Regions from separate parts of the Capra hircus genome. Here region 1 is linked to region 2. The links are chromatin contacts, called in public Hi-C maps. All regions are on one chromosome and are shown on one strand. The core of a region is the stretch at or near the end of the contact, and the rest is flanking DNA. Distances in the headings are between cores, read along the strand shown. Region 1 holds the start of PAFAH2 (platelet-activating factor acetylhydrolase 2, cytoplasmic). Region 2 has its middle 28 kb from the start of PAQR7.

Region 1 (6,112 bases), core at 334-2,833, 100 kb after region 2:
AATGTTAGGAATTAATTAACAATTTTATGTCTCTTTTTCTTTATACCCAGCCAAGCTTTTCGGAGAAGGCAATGGCACCCCACTCCAGTACTCTTACTGGAAAATCCCATGGGCAGAGGAGCCTGGTAGGCTGCAGTCCATGGGGTCGCTAAGAGTCAGATACAACTGAGCGACTTCACTTTCACTTTTCACTTTCATGCATTGGAGAAGGAAATGGCAACCCACTCCAGTATTCTTGCCTGGAGAATCCCATGGGTGGGGAAGTCTGGTGGGCTGCCGTCTATGGGGTCAGACAGAGTCGGATAGGACTGAAGCGACTTAGCAGCAGCAGCCAAGCTTTTTTCTTTTGCGGGGGTGGGGGGGGGCGGGATTTGTGGTTTTCTGGATTAAATCCTTTGACAAAATGGTTTCTTTCCTTTCAGTCTTATCAGGTCTGAGACACCTATTTCAAAATCAGTCCCAGGTCTCCTGCATTGCAGGCAGATTCTTTATCGTCTGAGCCACCAGGGAAGCCCTTATATAGGCCCAGAAGATCCCAAAGGGAACAGAGAGGGCTTACATTGCAGCTGTCCATCTCCTGCTCGGGCCCTGATTTCAGTGAGCAGGGACCACCCTTCTGCCAGCTGTGTGGACTTTTCATCCCTGGCTATTTCAGGACATAGTCCAAGATAAGCACTTCTCTGGGGCTTCCTTTCAGACAAAGCTCTCATTAGTCTGTGATCTCTGGGGAAGTGAGGAAATATCCTGTTCTTAGAGGATGGAGACACCAGGCACTCAAGGGGCAGGTTTGAGCAACAGAGGGGCAGCGCTATAAAAGGAGCCAAGATGAGAGTATTTCAGAGCATTAATAATTACAGTAAAAATAATCTCTCTCGCTTGTGGAGGCTTTACAGTTTACAAAGTACTTTCACACATATTAGCTTATTGGCTCCAGAACATAGCCTCAAGCTAAGACGGAGAGCAACTGTCATCTCCCCTTCGTAGATGAAGAGAGTGAGTCCCAGAGAGGGGGTGTGATCTGCCCAAGGTCACACAGCAAAGGAGTTGCAGAGCTGCAATAATAAAACCCAACTCTGCTGAACTCCAGTTCTGAGCAACTCCGTGGGTTGGGAAGAAGGAATGGTGACCCTTGTTCCATCAGCATGAAAACCAGGAAAGTGAGGCTAAGAGTGAAGCACATAGAAGGTGCGGAACATAAAGAAGCCCAGGTTTCAGAGGGGGTGTGCCGAGAGCTCACGGTGGGGCTTCGGGGGCGCCAGGAGTGACAATGCAAGATGACAGCCGGAGAGTAAAGGGTGCGGGTGGATACTGGAGGTGTCTCAACAGGAAACAGAAAAGGTGAAAGACAATGGGGAGCTCCTGGGATTGAGACGAGGCGCCCCCAAACAGGGCTGGAATGTGACAAAATCCGCAGACACCTCAGTTCAGAACAGAGGCTTTCTCCAGACTTACCGAATCACGTTGATCCCTCAGAAGCAGCCCAGACGGTCAACTCGACGGAAACAAGAAACTGTCCAGGAGCTGGTGGCCCCTTGGTAATTGTAGTTTCCAGAACGCGACATTAGCACTTAAAAGCATGTCCCGCCTCTGTCCAGAACTATAATTCCCGAGGTGCATCGCGAAGAGTGCCCATAAGATCCCAAGACTACAATTCCCAGAGTTCTACACGGCCCCTCTTCGTTGTGGGAAACCTGCCGAAGTTCGGGATGAAGTACGATTCCTCCCCCTGGTGGTCGAAGAGCCGCCACCAGGATGACAAAGCCCGAGCGGAGGGTTACTGTTTATAGTCCCGGCTAGTAACCCTCCGCCGCACCGTTCCTCAAATAATTCCTGGGTGTGCCTGGAGATAGACAGGGATTAGCTTTATTCACAGGGGAGCTGAGGAGATCTGAGCTTATTTTGTGTCCTTTACGAACCTGTACCTGTTGACACGTGTGATAAATTCAGTTGTCCTTCCGAAACTCCTATCCAAGAACTGAGAGAAAACTGAGAGATTCCTCCCTGTCCCTCTGTCCCTAGCCCCTCCTCCCTCCACCCTCACTTTGCTGGCTCTGTGCTGGTTCTCAGAGACACCCTGGTGAACGAGTTGTGTTGCTAACCTCAGAAGAATTCACAGCCCAGCGGAGGATCCCGACAAAGGAAGAATTACACAGCGATAGTTGCTCTAATGGGGAAAGCCCAAAGGGTTATGGGAGCCTTCTTGAAAGGGCTAATCTGCCCAGGCTTGGGGGAAATAGGACAGTGTCTTCAAGGCTTCGTAGAGATCTTAGAGAAATGTTAAAATTGAGAACTGAAGGAATAGGACTTGGCCAGGAATACAGAGTACGAAGAATATTTAACACTCTGGCTGGAGCAGAGTGTGAGGAATGGAGTCTCAGGAGTCTGGTAAACTTCATAAGAAAATTGGATCAACCAAGCAACTTAAAAACTTTTAAAGACTTCCTACTCCTTGCTGAATGAGGTCCCAGCTTCTTAGCTTGACATTCTAGGTCCTCCCTAACTTGCCCCAAACCACCAATTATTCTGAAGTGTTGCTCATGGTTTTTATTTTTGTTTTTCTGACAGAAATTGCCCTTCTGCCTTGCCCCCAGCTACGTTCACCCAGTCTCAAGATGTTGTAGGTTCTCATTGTTCCCCCCACACTTTTATTCACGCTCTTCTCTCCACCAAACACTCTGCCCTGCTTTGTGTCTGTCGAATCCCGTTCTTCCTTGACAATTCCTCTCGATCCTCCCTCTCCACGAAGCCTCCCTGATTCCCCTCCAGTCCAAACAACTTCTGCCCCCTCTCAGTTGCTGGGATATTTGTGTGCACCTCTCATTTGGGGCCTTACCTCACACTGCCCTGTGCCATCTCGGTGGGAGGTCTTAACTCTCCATTAAACTGTGAGTTTTTTGAGGTCAGGTGATGAGTCCTACAGCTGATCCCTCCTCCCTCCCAACCACATACCCTCAAATTGCCAGTGTCCAGATTCCATGCTTCAGGCTTCTTTAGACCCTCCTCTCCTCCTGACACACCGTCACCACCACCATCCTTCCAGGAACCAAAATAAAGTCATCAGGGGAGAGTGATTGTAGCACCACACTGTGGTAATCAAGCCACAGTAATTAAAGCTGTGGTTGGTGGCGGTGATGGCAGAACATAAAAACCTTAGTGCACATCAGAGATGGTTCTCTTTGGCTAATTAATTAGTGCTCTGCAGCTGGCACAGAACACATGACTAATCAGAGTCCCTAGTTAGGAGAGGGGCCACTGCAGTTGGTTTCTCTGTCTCCGACTCCCAGACTAGGCCATGCTGGGGACATCTGCTGGCCAACTAAGTTTTAAACTTCCCAGGAAGAGGAATCTCACAGCCTCCTTTGTCAATGTTAGGAAGATCTTCTTTGGGCCCAAACTCCTGTTGCAAAATAAAATACTTGAGTTCAAATGCATTTCCTTCCAGTCTAGTCTTTTTGGAGATAACAACCCAAATGCAACGGTTTTTAACAAGTGGTTAATTTCCCAGGCTTTCACTATAGATCCCATCGTCCAGTTGTCCAAGGATCTCTTCTGGTTGACTACCATCCCATTCCAGCCTTTACCTTGTTGCTGAATTACTTTATTCATTTTTAAACATTTGTTTGTTTATTTGGCTGTTCCAGGTCTTAATTGCAGCACTCGGGATCTTTGATCTTCATTGCAGCGTGCTGATTCCTTGGTTGTGGCATATTTAGTTGCAGCGTGCAAACTCTTAGTTGAGGCATGTGGGATCTAGTTCCCTGACCAGGGATTGAACCCAGGCCCCCTGCATTGGGAGCTCGTACTCTTAACCACTGGACCACCAGGGAAGTCCCTAAGTTACTTTAAGTTGGCATCTGAGTGACCAGTTTTGGGTTTCCTCTTCTCCTCCCTACCTGCTGAAGTTGATGGACAACGCTTTTCGAAATCAAACTATAACATGCATACAATAAAGTGTGTGAAGTGCACTAACTGTACAGCTCAACCTTTAAAAAAAATTTGATATAACCGTCACCCAGTTTGATATGTAGAACATTTCCAATACCCCCAAAATGTGGTCTCTGTCCCTTCCCAGTTTATAATCACTCATCCCCTCAAGGGAGCCATCACTTTTTGTCTCTATCATCTCTGGACCCATTTGGAGTGTGGATGAATCCTCTTTTAACGTCTTGTTAACAGGCAGAGTGTGTACGTTTAATAAAGATCAACATGACTTAGTGACTGAACAACAACAAACAGGTAGAGTGTACATGCTTAATAAAGATCAAGAACAGTAACTGTCCTTCTCTATTATTGTTGCCATAATAATAGGATCTATTACTGTTACTGTAGTAACAAAATTAAGTGCTGGAAATAGGGCAGCAGTAAATAGAGAGATTAATTCCCTACCCACATGGTACTCTCATTCTATTGAGAGGAGCCAGATAATAAACAGATAACCAAGGTAATTGCATACTCTTTAAATTTTATTTATTTTTGGCCGTGCTGCATCTTGACTGCTGTGTGTGGGCTTTCTCTAGTTGTGGTGAGCAGGGGCTACTCCCCAGTTATGGGGTGCAGGTTTTTCATTGTGGTGGCTTCTCTTGTTGAGAAACACTAGCTCCAGGCTCTCAGTCTTCAGTGTTTTCTGTCTGAGGGCTCAGTAGTTGTGGAGCATAGGCTTAGGGGCCCTGCAGCATATGGGATCTTCTTGGACCAGGGATTGAACTGGTGCTACCTTCATTGCAAGGTGGATTCTTAACCATTGGATGACCAGGGAAGCCCGATTGCACACTCTTAAATGTTCTAAAGGAAATAAGATGCTTTGATAGGGAATAAAAGGAGTGAGCTATTCTCAATAGGATGATCAGGGAGGGATTCTCCTCTGAAGGCCTGGCATCAGAGCTGAGCCTAACCATACCTACCATTTCTTTTACCTACTACGTGTCAGACATGTCGTTAGGAACTTTCAAATCCTTTAGGTCATTTAGTCTTCCTGGGAAGTATGTCATAGTTTATTTTTCAGACAAGAAAACAGAGGCTCAAAGAGGTAGTCACAGACAGCATTGATCCGTCTCTCCTATCCTCTCATCCCTTCTGAGCCCCCATGCCAATGTGGTGGTCTCCAGCAACGGGGAGCTCCTCCACTCCAAGTCCCTTTTCTCTCTGCTTCCTTGACTGGGGGCTTTCTTAGGTATCTAAGGACGAGGAAGGGAGAGGCACATGGCCCCCACCTCAAGGGCAACCTTCAGCCATCACAGAAGCCAGTGACTCCCCATCCTTAGATAGGATGATTCTGAGATGCAGTTCACACTGTCTCTTAGAATTTCCAGGGAGCTGAATCCAGCTGCTCACAGCAATGAGCTGCATATGTATGCTCCCCATCTTATTTTCTCCCCTCCTTGCCTCGCTTTCCCCATGCTATCTCTTCTGCTTCTTGAAATCACCTTCCAAATAGATCACGAGCACCCAAGTCTCAGGGTTTGCTTTTGGGGGAACTCAAGCCACCTCTTGCTCCAAGCACAGCAAAGTAATTGGGTACATAACATTCTCTAATTGTGCCATGTCCTTTCACCCTCCATGCCTTTGCAAGTGCTATCTCCTCTGCCAAAACACGTGTTGAATCCATTGTGATCCATCCAACATCCACTTCACTCTATCCCTGCCATCCTCCACCTGATCATCTCCAGCTTCCAGTGTTCAGAACTGGTAAGAATTGTGTTTGTGCCAACTGCTTGGCACACCTTGTTTCATTCAGTTGGCATGGAGATTCTGAGGCATCAGTAGTACCATTCTTGGTTTGCAGGTCAGGAAACTGAGATTCACAGAGGCCAGGAGACTTGCCCAAGCTTTGCAGTTAATAACTGGCAAAGCCAGGGACCTAAATGCAGATCTACTTATTAACTCTGGGCTAGAGGGAAAGGGTAGGAATCAGGGTCTCTGAAGTTGCTTCAGCATTCCCTGCCCATCAGATTCACTCCTCCTTCTCATCCAGTGACAAGCTGGTCCGTGGACAGGCATGCCCTCGGCCACCCACATGTGTTTTTTTGTGCTCTTTCCATTTGCTGGTGCTATGTCTTTCCCATCTGCTCTCTGTCTAGTCTTTCAAACTGAGCAGAGATGTCAATTTCTCTGG
Region 2 (5,999 bases), core at 1,187-3,686:
GCCTCAAGCTCTTCCTCTAAATAAGGAGGGTAGGCACTGGTCACTGAGGGCCCTTCCAGCTGGAGCTGACATTCTTAGAATTCTGAACAACCACCTTCCCCAGCTGAGTCAGGAGGAAGGCCTGGCAGACACCCTGCAGCTCTCATCTGGCCTTCCTGCCCCCAGAGCCCTGGGCAGCCATGCCCAGGGAGAGTCCCTCATCCTGGCCTGGCCAGGCAGCACAATGCTGCCTCCTCTCCCTTCCAGGGTGGTGCCCATCCCCCCACACCTCCAGCCCAGGGAGCCCGGGCCTCAGCCCCCATCACTCTCTGGGGCAAATCTCAACAGTCTGGGGAAGCAAAACTAAACAATGAATTAAGCCCTTCAATTTCCCCCAGATCTTCAAGGCTGTTGGGAGCCCACAGGTGAAGATTTAGATCAGGGCTTCTCCAACTAAACAAAAAAGGTTTTAAGAACTTAATTTTTTATAAAATTAAATATACTCGATAGTGGTAATGGTTACAGAACATAGTAAATGTTCTTAATGCCACTGCAATGTACACTTAAAATGATTACTATGGTACATTTTATGTTATGTATATTTTACAATAAAAATTTTTTGATGAAATAAAAAAAAAAAGAAAAATGCTGGCCTCAACTTGGATAGTCTTCAACAGATCTTGTAAGGCTGTTATAGAAGTTCCTAAATGCTTACTTTCAATTTCTGTTCTTATCTCATTGCAGACAGGTAACGTTTTATGGACTGGTAGCAATCCCAGGGCTGCTCTTTGATAGAACTGATTCAGGCTGCTCAGAGGTGGACTCTGGTTTTGCAGTCTCTCAGACATTCCAGAAGGAACAACATTTCTGAACCCACTGCTCCTCAAGCAGAAACTTCTGGATACCAAGCCAGTCAACCCCAAGCAGCCCCAGGCCACTGATGTGACTTATGCCTGGACCCCTCCTTCCACCCTAGTCTGTCTCGCAGGGTCTTCTTGATGTGCATTACAGATAAAGTGTGCCTGCTGGTGGCCCCTGATGGGCATAGGGAATTGTGAGGTAGGGGGAGGAGTGGGCGGAACTGCACGAGAGGAGTGAAGTTGTGCCCTCTTTGCTTCTAACCCCTATAGCAAACTTGGCCCAAGCGCCACCTGCTACGGGAAGTCATCCTGGGCTCACAGCAGAACCGAGGAGCCGCCAGCTGTGTCCCTGCATCGTAGCACAGTCCCCCTGCATGTATTCTCATTGAATGGTTGACATGGAAAATCTGAAAGTGGTGCCTACTCCTCTGGGTGGGGTGGGCCTTGGTTTGAGGGCTTGGCTAGATTTCAGGTCTTGGTTAGGTGCTCCTGTCCAGGGTATAGTCTGCACAGCTCTGAGCAGCTCAGCTGCCTTGATGGTTGGGAGTCTGGGCACATTTCCACCAGGCTGTGGGGACTGCAGAGTGGGACCTGCGTTTGGAGTGTTGTGTCAGAGTACAGGGGTCTGCTTGGCGGAGCAAAAGAAAACATTGTGGGTTTTTGAAACATCTGGACACCTGGGCTCCAATTTTAGAAAGTCTACCTGCAAAGGTCTGATGAGCGTCCTGAGTCTCTGCATTTTGAAAAAGTGCCATGTGACTCTGATGCCCAGTTGGTGTCTGGCCCGTGAGAGGTGCCAGCGAGTGGTTTGGTGGCCATGATCACAGTGCTGCGGCACGTCTGAAGAAGGAACACAGGGACCTCCAGCCTGGAGGACGTTAGAAGGGAGTGTCACTTTTATCTATCCTTTTGTACCAGGTGGACTTTTGACTTAAAAATCTGATGAACTGATAAAATGGCTATCATTTATGTCAAGAACTGCAGGGACTTCCCTGCTGTCCAGTGGTTAAGATTCTGTGCTTCCAATGCGTGGGCACAGGTTCAATCCCTGGTTGGGGAACTAAGCTCCCATATGCCACGGTGGCCAAAAGAAAACCCTGCAAACTCGCCTGAATGTGTATCTGAGGCCTGCGATCCGTAAGGACGTAAGTGGGCGGGCCAGAGGCACAGAGGCTGTAGTGTGCAAGTGCGCCTCAAGGGGGCAGCAGCTGCTCAGAGCGCGCTGATCGCCTCTGGGTGGGACTGAGAGCACAGACAGGGTTGCAGGATTTTCTGAGTTTTGAAGATAAGTCTGAAATCACATTTTCAACTGTAATTAATTGTCAACTAATTTTTAAAAATTTAAAGCACAGCACAGAATGAAGCCAACAAGCCTGTGGACTGACTCTGGCTGCAGGCCAGCAGTTGGTGCACTCAAATCTTGAATCTGAGAAGGATGTTAAGGACTGGGCACCTTCAAGGCCCGTCTGCAAAGCCAGGACAGAGCCAGCCTTTGTTTCTAGAAAATCGGGTTGACTCCCCACAGGTCCACACAGGATAGGAACAACTCAGGTGCCCAGAGGAGTCACCACCCACTCATAGTCATGTAATTCAGCACACATTAAGCTCCCACCACGTGCCAGGCTCAGTGCTGGAGACCCAGTGACGTGACAGGCACAGCTCCTGCTCTGGGGGAATGCTTCCTTCTAACTGGAGACACATGGTTGAAACGAATAATCACGATAATGAATTCATTGTGAAACATGAGGAGCTGCAGTATAGCACAAGGTTGGGGTTGGATTCCTGATTCCACCCTTGGTCAGCTGTCACTTCCGGCAAATACCCTAATCTGTCTCAGTGGCCTCCTTTCCTACCTGTGAAATGGGCATGATAATGTCATAGGGTTGTCTTGGGGATCCCCTGAGATCATGCAAATAATTATTAGTCACGGCCACGAAGTAGAGAGAGCTATAAAGAACACGTAAGAGGGAGCCTAGGCTTCTCAGAGAACCCCATCAAGCCCCTCACCAATCCCAGAAGCTTCTCCCCCGATAGGTGTGAGGCCACAGGTTGGAAGTCTGGGCCCAGGGACCGCTGCACCCCCAGGGCTCAGTCCCCCGTATGCTCTCCATTCTGCTGTGGCAGCCATGGGCATCTGGGTAATCTCCCGCACTTGCCCGTGGTAGGATTTGGTGCCCAAGGAAGGTACTGCCCTTGATCTCACTGGGAGAAGCCCGGGCCTTTCCCACCATTGGCCAGAGCCCCTCCCACCGAGACTGCCGCATCTCAGAGCTCATCAAATTCTACAATTAAGTATTACAAATCTGGGTGCCTGTATAAAACGAGTCAGAAAGCCTTCCTTGTGCCACCAAAGCGCAGAATGCTAGCTTCCACTGGCAGGGACCTCAGCCACTGGGACACTGTGGCCCTTCTACTTGACCTGGGCAAAGAGGGAGGAAGGCCGAAGGCAAGAGACTCAAGTACCAGTAATGCTTCTGGTGCCTTCAAGGTCAGCTCAGTGGAGGAACCCTCAATGGCCAAGATAGGATCCCTGATCTAATCAGGTAGAGAAGACCTGGAATTACGCTTGAACGTGGAAGGCGATTTCCAGGGTACCTAACCCAACCTCCCATTCAAAGCGAGAAGCTCCTAAGGAGCCTGGCCTTATCTTCTTGTTCACAAGCAAATCACTTTCAACAGTGATTCAGAAACCCAACTAACAGTAAGGTGGCCAAGCGGTTATCTGGGAGGACAAAGCAGTGCTAACACATCACTGGAAATCAAAACTCTTCATGGGGAGGATAACACAGATGCAAGCAACACCTTTATAAAGGGCTGGCGGGTGGGGCTAAGTCTTTCTTCCTTAGAGTAACAGAAGATCGTCACTCATGGCCTTTTTGAGGGCGGCAGCACTGGCTGAATCTGGGGCAGAGGGGACGCCGAAATGCCAGAGCAGCCCCCTTCCCAGGAAGGGCCTGGACTCAGTGCCCCAGTTAGACCCTGACCAGCTGAGACCTGTGGGCGTTACTTTGCCCTCCTAGACCTGTTTACTTCTCTGTCCTGTAGCAGCAGCCACCTCACACGTTTGGACCTGAGGAGACAACGTCACAACGCCCAAAAGGAACTGCTCACCCTACAGTAGCCTCAGACCGGCAACACCACTCCCCAGCCAGCCCTGGAGTGGTTTATTTCTCCTCCTGCTGCCCACCGTCAGCAGAAAGTCTCCCAGTTCCTTGGTGCGGTGTCTCCAGAGCCCAGTGGCGCCATCCAGCTCAGAGGCTCATCACCTCACCCCCGTGGCGCTTCCACAGCCTCCCAGTGTGGTCTCCATCACCTTCCCTTTCCAATTCACCCTGCCCCACGCCTCCATTCTCTCCCTCAGGATGGCTTTGTTCACTGAACACTCCTGTTCTGTGTTCTGAAGCCCCCACTGCTCAGGATAAAGGGAATAGAGAGGGGATCTCTGAGAGCCTGCCGTAAGCCAGTAACCATGGCAGGGCCTCATAAACTACATGTTAACAACCTACTCACCAGAGACATATTAACGTCCTTTGTTAACAGAACGTTATTGACCAGTGTTTCAAAATTCACTTACATAACAAATCGCCGATTAGTTTCTGCAAAAACCTCCCAGTCAGTGAAGTGTTATCAAGTCCATATCTGATTTCTCAGAGGACTGGCTCAAGTCTTCTCTCCTCTATTAAGCTTCCCAGACCACCGAATCCTGTGGTTACACCCTCTACTGAAACACACTTGGACGAGTACAAGCATGGGACTGAGGCCATATTTTCATCAAGGCGTTCCACAACCCTCCACCCGCTTTAGGCATAAACACAAGATGCACAGGGACCCCATTTCATCTTTGCGTTGCTAGCACATAGCTCAAAGTTGGGCACATACTAGCTATTTGTTAAATGTGGATTTAAGGGCTTTCTTCCCATCCCTCAAGCCCCTCCTTTCTGCTGAGGCCAATCACCACATCCAAGTACAAAAGCCTCAAGAGGAAGGGATGCACCTCATTCTCCACTCAAGTCAAAGGAAACAGAGTGTGCTCTACAGCGACAGCCCCCAGGCTGCAGTCAAACCATTTCTGACCTCTGACAGAGGAACCACCGGGAGAGGCTGGCCTGGCTCACTCTGAGTCCTCTGGCCCAGGACTCTGGACAATCCCCAGGAGCTCCTGGACACCCACTCCTCCTTTCCTCCAAGTTGTGCACATATGTGTACGCTCAGTTGCTCAGTCATGCCCAACTCTTTGAGACCCCCAGAGGACAGGTTCCTCTGTCCATGGGATTCTCCAGGCGGGAATACTGGAGAGGGTTGCCATTTCCTCCTCCAGGGGATTGAACCTGAGTCTCCTGCATTGGCAGGTGGATTCTTTACCACTAAGCCATCTGGGAAGCCCTCTTTCCAAGTCACAGGCAAAGAATTTGAATGGCAATTATTTAACCTAATTCAGTCTTTTTATGTTTGAGAAAACTGAGGCCCAGGACTAGTACCTCTCCGAAGGTCAGAGGTAAAACAGAAGCGCCAGGGCTTCTCATTTTATGGGTAAGATGTATCTCCTTCAGTTCCCTGTGACAACTGCTATCACAAGGTGGGAACTTTTGACACGAAATCAGGGCCACCACGGGGTTGGCTGTAACCAACTGGGGGATCCCTCCTCAGGTGCATCTTAGACCCTCTTCTTTTCCCTGATCTCTGTTCCGTTCCCTACATGTCCCACGGGAACAAAAACCTACTGCTCTCTGTAGGACATCTAGTATCATAACTCTGATGAATTTCTACTTTCAGGCCATCTCTATATCCAAGCTACTCAGAACTGGTAAAGGTTCCCAGGGGCACCATCCCACCCATGCAAACCTCTAATACCCACTACAGGACAGATCGAAGACGGACAGCGGTGCGTTTCTGCACACAAGCTGCACTTCGGCCTCTGTGTTTAGATATTGCCATCATACTGAGCTGCACTTATCTTTTTCCTGTTTGCCCTATACAGCCATGACTCTAAATTCAGTCTTCTTTCAGAACCCCTACAATTGATCACTTTATAAATTTTTAAGTCAATTCAAGGCACTTAAAAGCTGTACAGTCATTTGCAACTCAATATAAACTTATTAGCTCCCCCACTAGCCTCTGGTTAAAAATGGTTATCATTTTATTAGTGCTAAATATATACTA

Evidence for each region. Hi-C and Micro-C count contacts between places; a contact is called where the count stands out from the background.
Region 1: a contact with region 2 is called in a Hi-C map of blood, with 4 times the contacts expected there. The contact joins the promoter of PAFAH2 here to the enhancer-like site in region 2. A contact is called at or near these places in 3 of 5 Hi-C or Micro-C datasets (blood and liver).

What each region holds. Positions count from the first base shown.
Region 1 is chr2:8,863,855-8,869,966 of ARS1.2, forward strand. It overlaps PAFAH2 (platelet-activating factor acetylhydrolase 2, cytoplasmic), which reads right to left and starts at 1,584. Exons shown (of 11, transcript XM_005676826.3): 1 at 1,453-1,584.
Region 2 is chr2:8,762,410-8,768,408 of ARS1.2, forward strand. No RefSeq gene overlaps it. Among named protein-coding and RNA genes, the nearest start is that of PAQR7, 28 kb to the left of the region's middle. Within about 2 kb of position 2,437, at least 1 of the 5 cell types and tissues checked has an H3K27ac peak or open chromatin away from gene starts, as enhancers often do.